Regions from separate parts of the Sus scrofa genome. Here region 2 is linked to region 1. A link is a contact called in public HiChIP or PLAC-seq data. All regions are on one chromosome and are shown on one strand. The core of a region is the stretch at or near the end of the contact, and the rest is flanking DNA. Distances in the headings are between cores, read along the strand shown. Region 1 has its middle 32 kb from the start of ZC3HC1. Region 2 overlaps STRIP2 (striatin-interacting protein 2).

Evidence for each region. HiChIP or PLAC-seq counts read pairs in DNA pulled down with a chosen protein or histone mark.
Region 2: an H3K27ac HiChIP or PLAC-seq map of alveolar macrophages shows a contact between it and region 1. The contact joins two enhancer-like sites. A contact is called at or near these places in 4 of 47 Hi-C or Micro-C datasets (embryonic fibroblasts, epiblast stem cells, retroperitoneal adipose tissue and 1 more) and 2 of 2 datasets of contacts at active chromatin or transcription factors (alveolar macrophages and skeletal muscle).

The regions. Positions count from the first base shown.
Region 1 is chr18:18,770,696-18,775,606 of Sscrofa11.1, reverse strand. No RefSeq gene overlaps it. Among named protein-coding and RNA genes, the nearest start is that of ZC3HC1, 32 kb to the right of the region's middle. Within about 2 kb of position 3,341, at least 16 of the 83 cell types and tissues checked have an H3K27ac peak or open chromatin away from gene starts, as enhancers often do. A contact at or near this core is called in alveolar macrophages, where this site is marked.
Region 2 is chr18:19,227,535-19,232,136 of Sscrofa11.1, reverse strand. STRIP2 (striatin-interacting protein 2) reads left to right here. Exons shown (of 21, transcript XM_003134694.6): 14 at 3,084-3,158; 15 at 4,101-4,198. Among named protein-coding and RNA genes, the nearest start is that of STRIP2, 26 kb to the left of the region's middle. Within about 2 kb of position 2,051, at least 2 of the 83 cell types and tissues checked have an H3K27ac peak or open chromatin away from gene starts, as enhancers often do. A contact at or near this core is called in alveolar macrophages, where this site is marked.

The sequences.
Region 1 (4,911 bases), core at 2,092-4,591:
CCGAGCTGCATGTATGACCTACACTGCAGCTCACAGCAACGCTAGATACTTAAGCCACTGAGCCAGGCGAGGGATCAAACCTGCATCCTCACGGATACTTCCAGCTTCACAGCTCATTACTGCTGAGCCACAAGGGGAACTCCCAGAAGTGCTTATTTTGTTATTGGATGTTGTGTGTGTATGTATGCTGTGAGTTCTTTATACATTTTTGGTATTAGTCTCTGATCAGATTATGATTTACAAACATCTTCTGTCATTCAGTAGGTCGTCTTGGACGAATCTTGACCAAGCGGATGGTATTCAAGCCTGAGTTCTGTCCTCGAGCTCCTTAGAGGCTGTGAGCTCTCGCAGGTGATCCCATCGCGTCACAAGACCGTGCGTGCTCCTTTCCCTTCAGGAAGCTGGCCTCTCCTCCCTCTCATTCCTGGGTTCTAGGATTTGCTTACCGCCGCAACCTTCACTGTCTCCGTCCAGAGCAAACTGACAAGGCAGGTGCAGTGTTTGAAAGCTGAGCTCACATTGTCTGACATTTCTCTCTTTGAAAGGTGGGGATCCTTGTCTTCGGATTGGAGTTGACCTTCATGACTTTCTTGTAACTTGAGGCGAGTTCAGAGAGGCTAGTTCATGCAGCTTCCACTCGGCTTTCCCAGCAAGGCCCCAATAGCCTTTATAAGGCTGTGGCAAAGGTCGGGGCTGGGATTCGCCCTGGGTTGGCAGGTTAACCGGAAAGCCAGTCATCAGGAGGCTGAGGTCATGTTCCAGGCAGCCGGGCCAGAACTAGGTCCTCCCCTCCCTGCCGCCTCGCCCTCCCCTCAGGGAGCCTCACTTCCCGGACTGGAAAGCAGAGGGCCGCGGACCACATGAGACGCTGAGGCTTTACAGGGGCTTGGATTGCACTGCAGGGGTGCCACCCCCAAGGCGCCAGTTGCTGGGGGGCGGTGTGTGAAAGGGGGGCTGCAAGGTGAGGGAGCCCAGCCACAGCACAGCAGTGGGAGCGGGCCTGGCGCCATCCCCATCTCCGTCCCGCAGGCCCGGGGAAGCTGGCCTCTTGGCCGGTACTTCGTTTTAGGGGCCCTTTAGCTCCTTCCTGGAGGAGAGCCGCACTCTGGGCCGTTTCCTGACTCCCCGTCCCACCCGCAGGTGTGCTGACCTGGCCTCCTCCTCAGGACCCCCTTCCCCAGCTGGGCCACGGATGGTCCCTGCCGTGGAAATCACCTCAAGGCTGAAAACGTCTTCCTCCGGGTCGTGCAGAAGGGCCCTCACCCTTTCTCCTCTGGCACGTCCTGCTGGTCGCCCTCACCATGGAGTCGGAGAGAGAACGGTCAGGACCTTCCTTCAACATTTACTGTATTTTTTGAAAAGGTGTTTTCTAATTATATCGCAGTTACCTTTGTGTGTCTGTGAAACAGAGTCCCTTTTTTCTTCCTCATTTTACTCTGGAAAAACCCCAGATGGAGCTAGTGGGAGTTGACCCATATCACTGCTGATCTGCAGGGTTGGCCTGGGGAATGCTGGGCTTGGCAAGACTGCCTGGGGCCCCCTGGGGGCCAGGGGGTGCAGAGGTGGCTCAGTGGTGTGGGGGGTGGCGTGGAGGGGAAGAGGAAGCTGCCGCCCCATCCAGTCTTTCCTCCTTGGCTTCACCTCTGATTCCTGGAAATGTTTTCCAAAGGCTCTGAGGCCTCAGCTCTGGTTCTGCTCATCCCAGAATGGGCCCTGGGGCCTTGGGCCTGTTGTCAAGCCCCCGCCAGGCTTTTCACTCACTTTGGAGCTATGTCTCCGGGGTCAAACTGCTTTGTCTTGCTTTCTGAAGGGAGAAGCAGCAGAAAGTGCTGGCACTCGTGAGTGCAGCAGGCAGAAGATGTTCCAGCCTCCTGGCAGCCTGCTGGTCCAGCTCCAGGCCCAGGTGGCTGCCGGCTGGATGATTCAGGTAAGCTGTGCTGGACAAACAAGCCAGTATTCTCACCCCAGCAGGTGAGGACTGTAATTAACTCTCCTGTCGTCACTGTACCATCACCTTCTGAGAGTGGGCTTGCCAGGCTCAGAGCCAGGACCCGAGAAGATCGGCAGGAATGTGGTTTTCTTGGTCTATGTCTTCTTGCCCCAGATGCTTCCGGATGCTTCTAGAGCTGGGCTTGGAGTTGAGTCACCAGCACCTGCATTGTCTGATGATGTCACAGAGGCTGCTGGGCTAAAAAAGGTCCCTACTCGGAGCAAGGACAGTGTGGTGCAGAGATGGAAGTGCCTCTTCCTCCTGACCCCAACACCTGTCTTGTCCATCCCTGATGCTCTTTTCCTTCAGGGAATAAACACAAGGCAAACTGAAGAAATTGGCCAGAGAGATCACTGAACTGAAGCCAATATGGTAGCTGAGTGGCCAGGTGTGCAGCTTAGGACCGTCATACCTGCCTTATTTCAATAATACTAGGAAGGAGTTCCTGCTCCTTTTAGGAGGCACAAGGGGTTAAGAATCCAACTGCAGCAGCTGGGGTGGCTGTGGAGGTGCAGGTTCTACCCCTGGCCTGGCTCAGTGGGTTAAAGGATCTGGCATTGCAACGCAGATTCAATCCCTGGCCTGGGAACTTGCATATGCCACAGGTGCAGCCATTTACAAAAAGGTACTAAAAACATAGCTAGTATTTACTGAGCACTTACTACCTGTCAGCTGTTCTAAACACTTCACGTATCTCACTTAATCCTCAAACATCCCTAGGACAGAACTACCAGCATTATCACCTTTTCACAGATGGAAGAAACTGAGACATGGAGTTGCTGGCTCAGAAGCACACAGCGAGTAACCTGGAAATCCAGGATTTGAACCCAGGCTGCCGGATCTGGAGCCGCAGTGCTCCTACCCACCACGTCGCTGCCTCTTCTGCTGTCAGTCCGTGGCGCTGTAGTGGAAGAGGCCCAAGCAGGGGACCCCAGCATTTCTGGCCTGGCACAGCCACAACACCCACGGTGTGACCTGGGCTCCCTCTCCCGCCCGCTGGCCTCCAGATGCCTCACAGTGGAAGTGGGGGGTTAAGCCAAGGAGTCTTTGCAACTCGTTGATGCACATAACACTGTGGCGTTCTAGGGCTCTGCTGCCCGTGAAGACGGCACTAAGGTTCCTCTCTCCTCCTCTGGACCGTTCTGTAGGAAGCGCTTGCTCCCGATTAGCAATGGCAGCGTCACAGGCATTTGAGGAGGGTGGTGATAGACTCACAGCCTGGTGCCACTGATGGAGCAAAGCTGCTTCCCCACTCCACACCTCCATTTCCCTGCTCGATTCAGTGGAGACAATGACCCTGCTGTGCTCAGCGCTACAGTGAGTCAGGGTTAATTAGCATTAGTCAGACTTTGGAGTCCTCACGAGGAAGGGTCATCTGCTGTGTTGGGGCTGCTCTGTGGCCTTGGTGGCACACCCACTCTGGCCATGCTTCTATGAACATGTCTTCAAAGCTTCATTAGTGGCTTGCCTAACTTTGACCCTGGGGTGACCCAGCCCAGAGTGCCAGCATTGCGATGGGACACAAGGTTGCCACCTCAGGAGGGCTGCCTCCCATGAGCCAGTGCACCTGCCAATGACTCATCTTCTCCTGGGTCTCCTCTTGCAGTAGGCTTCTTCTCCTTGCTACTTGTTTCCTTAATCCTGGACCCAAGGTCCTAACCCTGACCTTGAACTTTTTTTCCTTCTGTGGCCCCATTCTCTCCCTTTATGTCTCTGCCCCTACCTTTTCAGTGCTTTCAGTCTGTCTCTTTTTCTATCACTGTTATAAGCCTATGTTGAAAAACAAGGCAGCTTCAGCCTTCAAGGAAGTTTGTTAGGAGAAGACCTGTAACAAAATAAAGACAAAGTAGGATTGATGTTGAAAATGAGAATAAGTTGTGATAATCATTGTATGACTATAAATGTAATAAATTCATTGAATAATAAAAAAATTTAAAAAAAAGAGAGAATAAGTCACTTGAAAAAGTTCTAGAGTCCCTCTTGTGGCTCAGCAATACCAAACCTGACTAGTATCCATGAGGATGCAGGTTCGATCCCTGGCCTTGCTCAGTGGGTTAAGGATCTGGCATTGCCCTGAGCTATGGTGTAGGTCACAGACCTGGCTTGGATCTGGTGGTGCTGTGGCTGTGGCATAGGCAGCAGCTGCAGGTCCGATTGGACCTCTGGTCCAAGAACTTCCATATCCACAGATGCAGCCCTAAAAGGAAAAGAAAATAAAGTGCTCTACTCTCTGCAACTGCTGATCTGCTAATGATTAACAATAAAGTGCGGAGGCCGGGTGTCTTGCCTCTGCAGTTCCAGGCAGTGAGGAAGTCAGGTGGAGCATGAGCATCACCTAGTGGCACTACAAGGTACTGCTGCATTACTGCTCAGCATACTTGATCCTGACTCAATTTAGCTAGAAACACCAGCTCTTTTCTCATGTGACGAGATAATTAGGGAGGGGAGATTTCCTAGTCACTTCATATCTGACACATTGTCTCTCACTTGACATAATTTCTTTGGATCTACAGAAGAAAGCTCTCATATCTGCTTTCACATCTATTTTCTTCCCATATTAAAGAAGGCACAACTCAAACTCATGGAAAAACAAGACCATGGCACAGGTGGAAGACCTCATAGCAAAGACCTACCTAGATATGGCAACAGAAGGAAAAAGGATGATGAATGATGAAGCCCAAACCTAGACTGGGAGGATGAAGGGGACAGAGAGCAAGTTGTGGTCCAGCTCTGTACAAAAGGTTGGTGGCACGAAGTGGCCATTTCTTTCCTTGTTAATGTATTAAAAAAAAAAAAAAAAAAAACACTTAAAAATTACCACCTGAACCACTTTCATGAGTTTAGGAAGTAGTGTTAATTACATGCACGTTGCACACAGGTCTTTAGAACTTCTTATAAAACTGAAACTCTAGAGAGTTCCC
Region 2 (4,602 bases), core at 802-3,301, 460 kb before region 1:
TAAACTTGGGAAAAGGGGTAATAAATAATTAAGGAGACAGGAAGACTTTCAGAGAAGGATAGATATGGCAAAGAAAATTTAAGTAAGATGACATATAACGTAGTAGACTACTTTAGATTGGCGGTGGGGGTGTGTAGACTTCTGAGAGGGTGACGGCTAACCAAGATCCGAGTTATAGGAGGAGCTAGCCGTGAGAACATGAGAGGAAAGAACACTCCAGGCAGAAGGGACAGCCTCAGTAACAAGGTGACAGCAAGCTCAGAGTCTTAGATGGTGAATGAAGGCTGGTGTGGCTGAAGTGCAGGGAGAAGGAGGAGGGTTTGGGGCCTGGGATTCAGAGAGATGGCCTGGGGCCACTTTACACAGGATGTGTAAGAAAAGATAGAGAGCTCAAGGTCAAGTACAAAGGTGAGCCTTTGGAGATTTTAAACAGGGAGTGACATGATCTGATTTATTTTTAAAAATATGATTGGGAGTTCCCATCATGGTGCAGCGGAAACATATCTGACTAGGAACCATGAGGTTTCGGGTTCCATCCCTGGCCTTGCTCAGTGGGTTGAGGATCCGGCATTGTCGTGAGCTGTGGTGTAGGTCACAAACGCAGCTCAGATCTGGCATTGCTGTGGCTGCGGCGTAGGCCAGCAGCTGTAGCTCTGATTTGACTCAGCCTGGAAACCTCCATATGCCATGCGTGCAGCCCTAAAAAGACAAAAAGACCAAAAAAAAAAAAAAAGAAAAAGAAAAAGAAAAGAAAAGAAAAAAAGATTGGCTGTTTGTAAAAGCTGGGCTAGGAAACAGTGGAAGCAAGGAAGTTAGGAAGCTCTTACAATAGTCAAGGTGAGAGATGACAGTGTTTTAGACCACGTAGTAATTGTGGGGGCAGGGGAAAGTGGATGAATTTGGGTTATATTTTGGAGGTATAGCTGACAAGAGCTGCAGTTCAACTGGATGTGGATAGAGAGACAAAAGGGCAATCAGGAATAAGTACCATTTGTCAAAATGAGTTCTGTTCTATCAATGGTTCTGTTTTGGTTGTAGTAACTTTTAGATACCCATTAGATACCCATGCCAAGCAATTAGATGTAAGGATCTAGAGTTCTAGAGAGGACTGGCTTAGAGAAATAAATTTGGGAACTGGTGACTCATAGACAATGTTAAAAGCCGTAAAGGTGGCTGAGGAGGGAATAGAGATAGAGAAGAGAATGGACCCCAGGACAAAGCCCTGGGGCACACCACTATGTTGAGGGTGGGAGGAGTCAGGAAAGGAGCCAGAAAAGAAAAAGAAAAATAAGGAAATTCAGGAGACTGTGATACCATAAAAATAAGAAAGTCTTTCAGAAGAGTGTGATCAGCTGTGTCAAATGGTGCTGATAAATGGAGCAGGATAAGACCTGAGGTGCCCACTGACTTGGCGACCTGGCGATAACCTTGATAAGAACCACCTCAAGTGGAAGTTCTCTTGCAGCTCAGCAAGTTAAGATCTGGCATTGTCACTGCTGTGGCTCAGGTCACTGCTTTGGTGCGGGTTCGATCCCTGGCTGGGGAACTTGGCACATGCTATGGGCACAGCCAAAAAAAAAAAAAAAAAGAACCTCAAGTGAAGTGGTGGAGCTAGAAGCCTCGTTGGAGTATGGCGAGAATGGAATGTAAAAACAGGAGGGAGACGTGGTCCCCATAGACAAACCACATAGAAGTCTTGTTATGAAAGGGAAGATAGAAATGGGATGGACCTGTAGGAGTGTGGGGTCAAGGGAACATTTTATAGCTAGGCGATACTGGAATATGTTTATGTCCTAAAAAAGGATGATCCAGAAGAAAGGAGATAATTGTAGAACTGAAAAAGCAAGGGTGTGAGATCCAGTGGAGCGTTGGCCTTTGATAGGAGCACAGGCAGTTGATTCTTCATGTCAAGAAGGAAGGTAGAGGAGTTCCCGCTCTGACATAGCGGGTTAAGGATCTGGAGTTGCTTCAACTGTAGCATAGCTTGACGCTGCAGCTTGGACTCAGCCCTTGACCCGGGAACCTCTATATGCTGTGGGCGTGGCCAAAAAAAAGGAAGGTAGATTTGATGTTGAAAAGATGAGGCTGAGCCTGTCTGATTGCTTCTGTTTTGTCCATATAGTGAGAGGCAGGGTCAGTAACTGTTGAGGGGCTGTGGGATGAAGGGATTGTTTGAAGAGAGGGCAGAAGGTATGAAATGGGTCTTTTAGAGAGCAGGATTGCTGGCGTTATTAAGATTTATGTCCATTTAAGCAGGAGTTGAGTTGTGTGGGATAGAAGGGTCTGGTTACTGCTCCCTGCTTCAGCGTCTCATGGCAGTGATCCTTGCTGAGTAATAGCAGGATCTGGGGGGAGGAAAGACTGCCTTGGCCAAAGATGACAGTGGCCTGGGTAGCTTCTGGAGCACCAGAGGCCCTGTCTCCCCTCTGATAAGGGTGAGATGGGGTCATTAAAGGACAGAGTTGCATATGAGGGGGCTGGTCAGAAAGGAGGAAGGGATGTTGTAGGGGGTAATGGAGAAGGAAAGAAAAATCGTTTCCAGCTAAAATCTTCCCTGCTAATACGCCTTCCTCCCTCACCACGCCGTGGGTTACCCAATGCCCCTCTGACCCTCTCTATTGAGTCACATACTTCTCCTTCCTGGCTTCGGAGCATCCCAGAGCTCTCAGAGGGCCTCACATTGACACTGTAGAAGGTGCCTCTGTGTGGTGTTGGTTCCAGTGTGGCCTGAGTCGAGCCCCTCTATGTCTAGCAAAGCAGTGGTCCGAGCCGACTCCTCAGTGGATGTTCTGACTCCTGATCTAGCAAGTGACATAGAAAGAATTCTGGATTGGTTCCATATAGTGGAAAAACCAAAATCATAAATTCTCAGGGCTGGAAGAGCCCTCGGAGGTCATCTAGGCCAGCCCACTGATCCTCTGAAGAGGAAATTAAGTCTTAGAGAGGGAAAGCAGCATACCCAAGGTCAATGAATCATTAACACAGCTAGGATGGGAACCCAGATCTGACTCCCAGCTCCCAGAAACATTAAGTTTTGGTCAAGTGGGAAATGGCCTGCACAAACTGTGTGTTTCTTACCATAGGGGGAAGAGGTGGTACCAGAGACGCCGTGTGAAATCCTCTACCAGGGCATGCTGTATAGCCTCCCCCAGTACATGGTAAGGAGATGACCAGGCCAGAGCTGCCTTAACTGCCCTAACAGAGAGCCATTTCAAGCTGAGCCATCTGTCATTGGAGCTTGTTTCCTGAACCTTCACCCTTTAGGCAAGGCATTCTCTAACACATTAGAATTTTGAGCTTTCCTCAGGGCTTCTCTCAGAGGTAGGAGGACTCGGCTATACTCCCAAGTCCTTTCGGAGGGGTGGAGGATGAGGTGGGATCAGTGCTGGATGCATCGGGGGGGGGGCTTCTCCTAAATAAGTGCCCTTAGTCCTCTCAGGGCGACTGTGGTCTCTCATGTGCTAGGTGGCTTCAGACTGTGATGGTAAGGATGCCGGTGGTCTGAAGCAGAAGAAGGAAAAGGGAGGAGGAGTGAGATCTTGCTGATACTTCCCACCTCTTTTCTAGGCACTGCCCCTCTTGCTCTGCTCCTTCTATCCTCTTTGGGTTTTGGGTGGAGTGGGGGGTTCCTTGTTAGGGCCGCACCCACAGCCTATGGAAGTTCCCAGGCTCGGGGTTGAATCAGAGCTGCAGCTGAGGCCTACACCACAGCCACAGCAACACAGGATCCGAGCCACATCTGCAATTCGTACCACAGCTTGTGGAAACGCCAGATCCTTAACCAACTGAGCGAGGCCAGGGATTGAACCCACATCCTCACAGACAACATCAGGTCCTTAACCTACTGAGCCACAATGGGAACTCCTCTTTCCATCCTCTTTGGAAAGAAAAGACTCGAAGCAGAACAATCCACAAGCTCTCTTCTGGCTCCTCAGCCTCACAAGCAGGCCTATCAGGACTGGGTACCTATTTGTCCTCTGGAGGCTGGGGTCATTGAGGGAAGAACTTAGAAGAAGGCCTCTCCCCTAGGAGAGTTGCAAAAGAATAGCTTTGTTAAATGGGATGCACAGGGATGGATTTCCTCATTTTCTTCTTCCCAGATTGCTCTACTTAAGATTCTGCTGGCGGCAGCCCCCACCTCCAAGGCTAAGACTGACTCTATCAATATCCTGGCAGATGTCCTGCCTGAGGAGATGCCGTGAGTGCTTCAACCGGGGCAGCTGCTAAATCCTAGCTGTCTTGTCTGCAGGGTCTCACCTTGTTTACACTTACAGGGATTATCTCCAAAAAGACCTCTTCTCTGCCACTAGTAGCCTCTTTCCACTGCAGCGCTCTCTGCTGTGCTCTTTTTAACTCACAATTTAGAGTCTGGAGGGTAACATCAGTGCCATTGACTGACTACACAGGTATGTGGGTGGACATTGCCAAGCAATGAGCTTGCCAAAGAATGGAGAGAAACAGAGAGATCAGAGCACCTTTTCCAGACAGACTCCTAAGTGGGAACTCCGGAGGTTTCCCCAGCACAGTTCAGGTTTCTCAGCTTCTGGCTCCCTTGCGTATATTGTATCTGACCCAAATACCTGGGTCCTCGTAGGCCTCTCT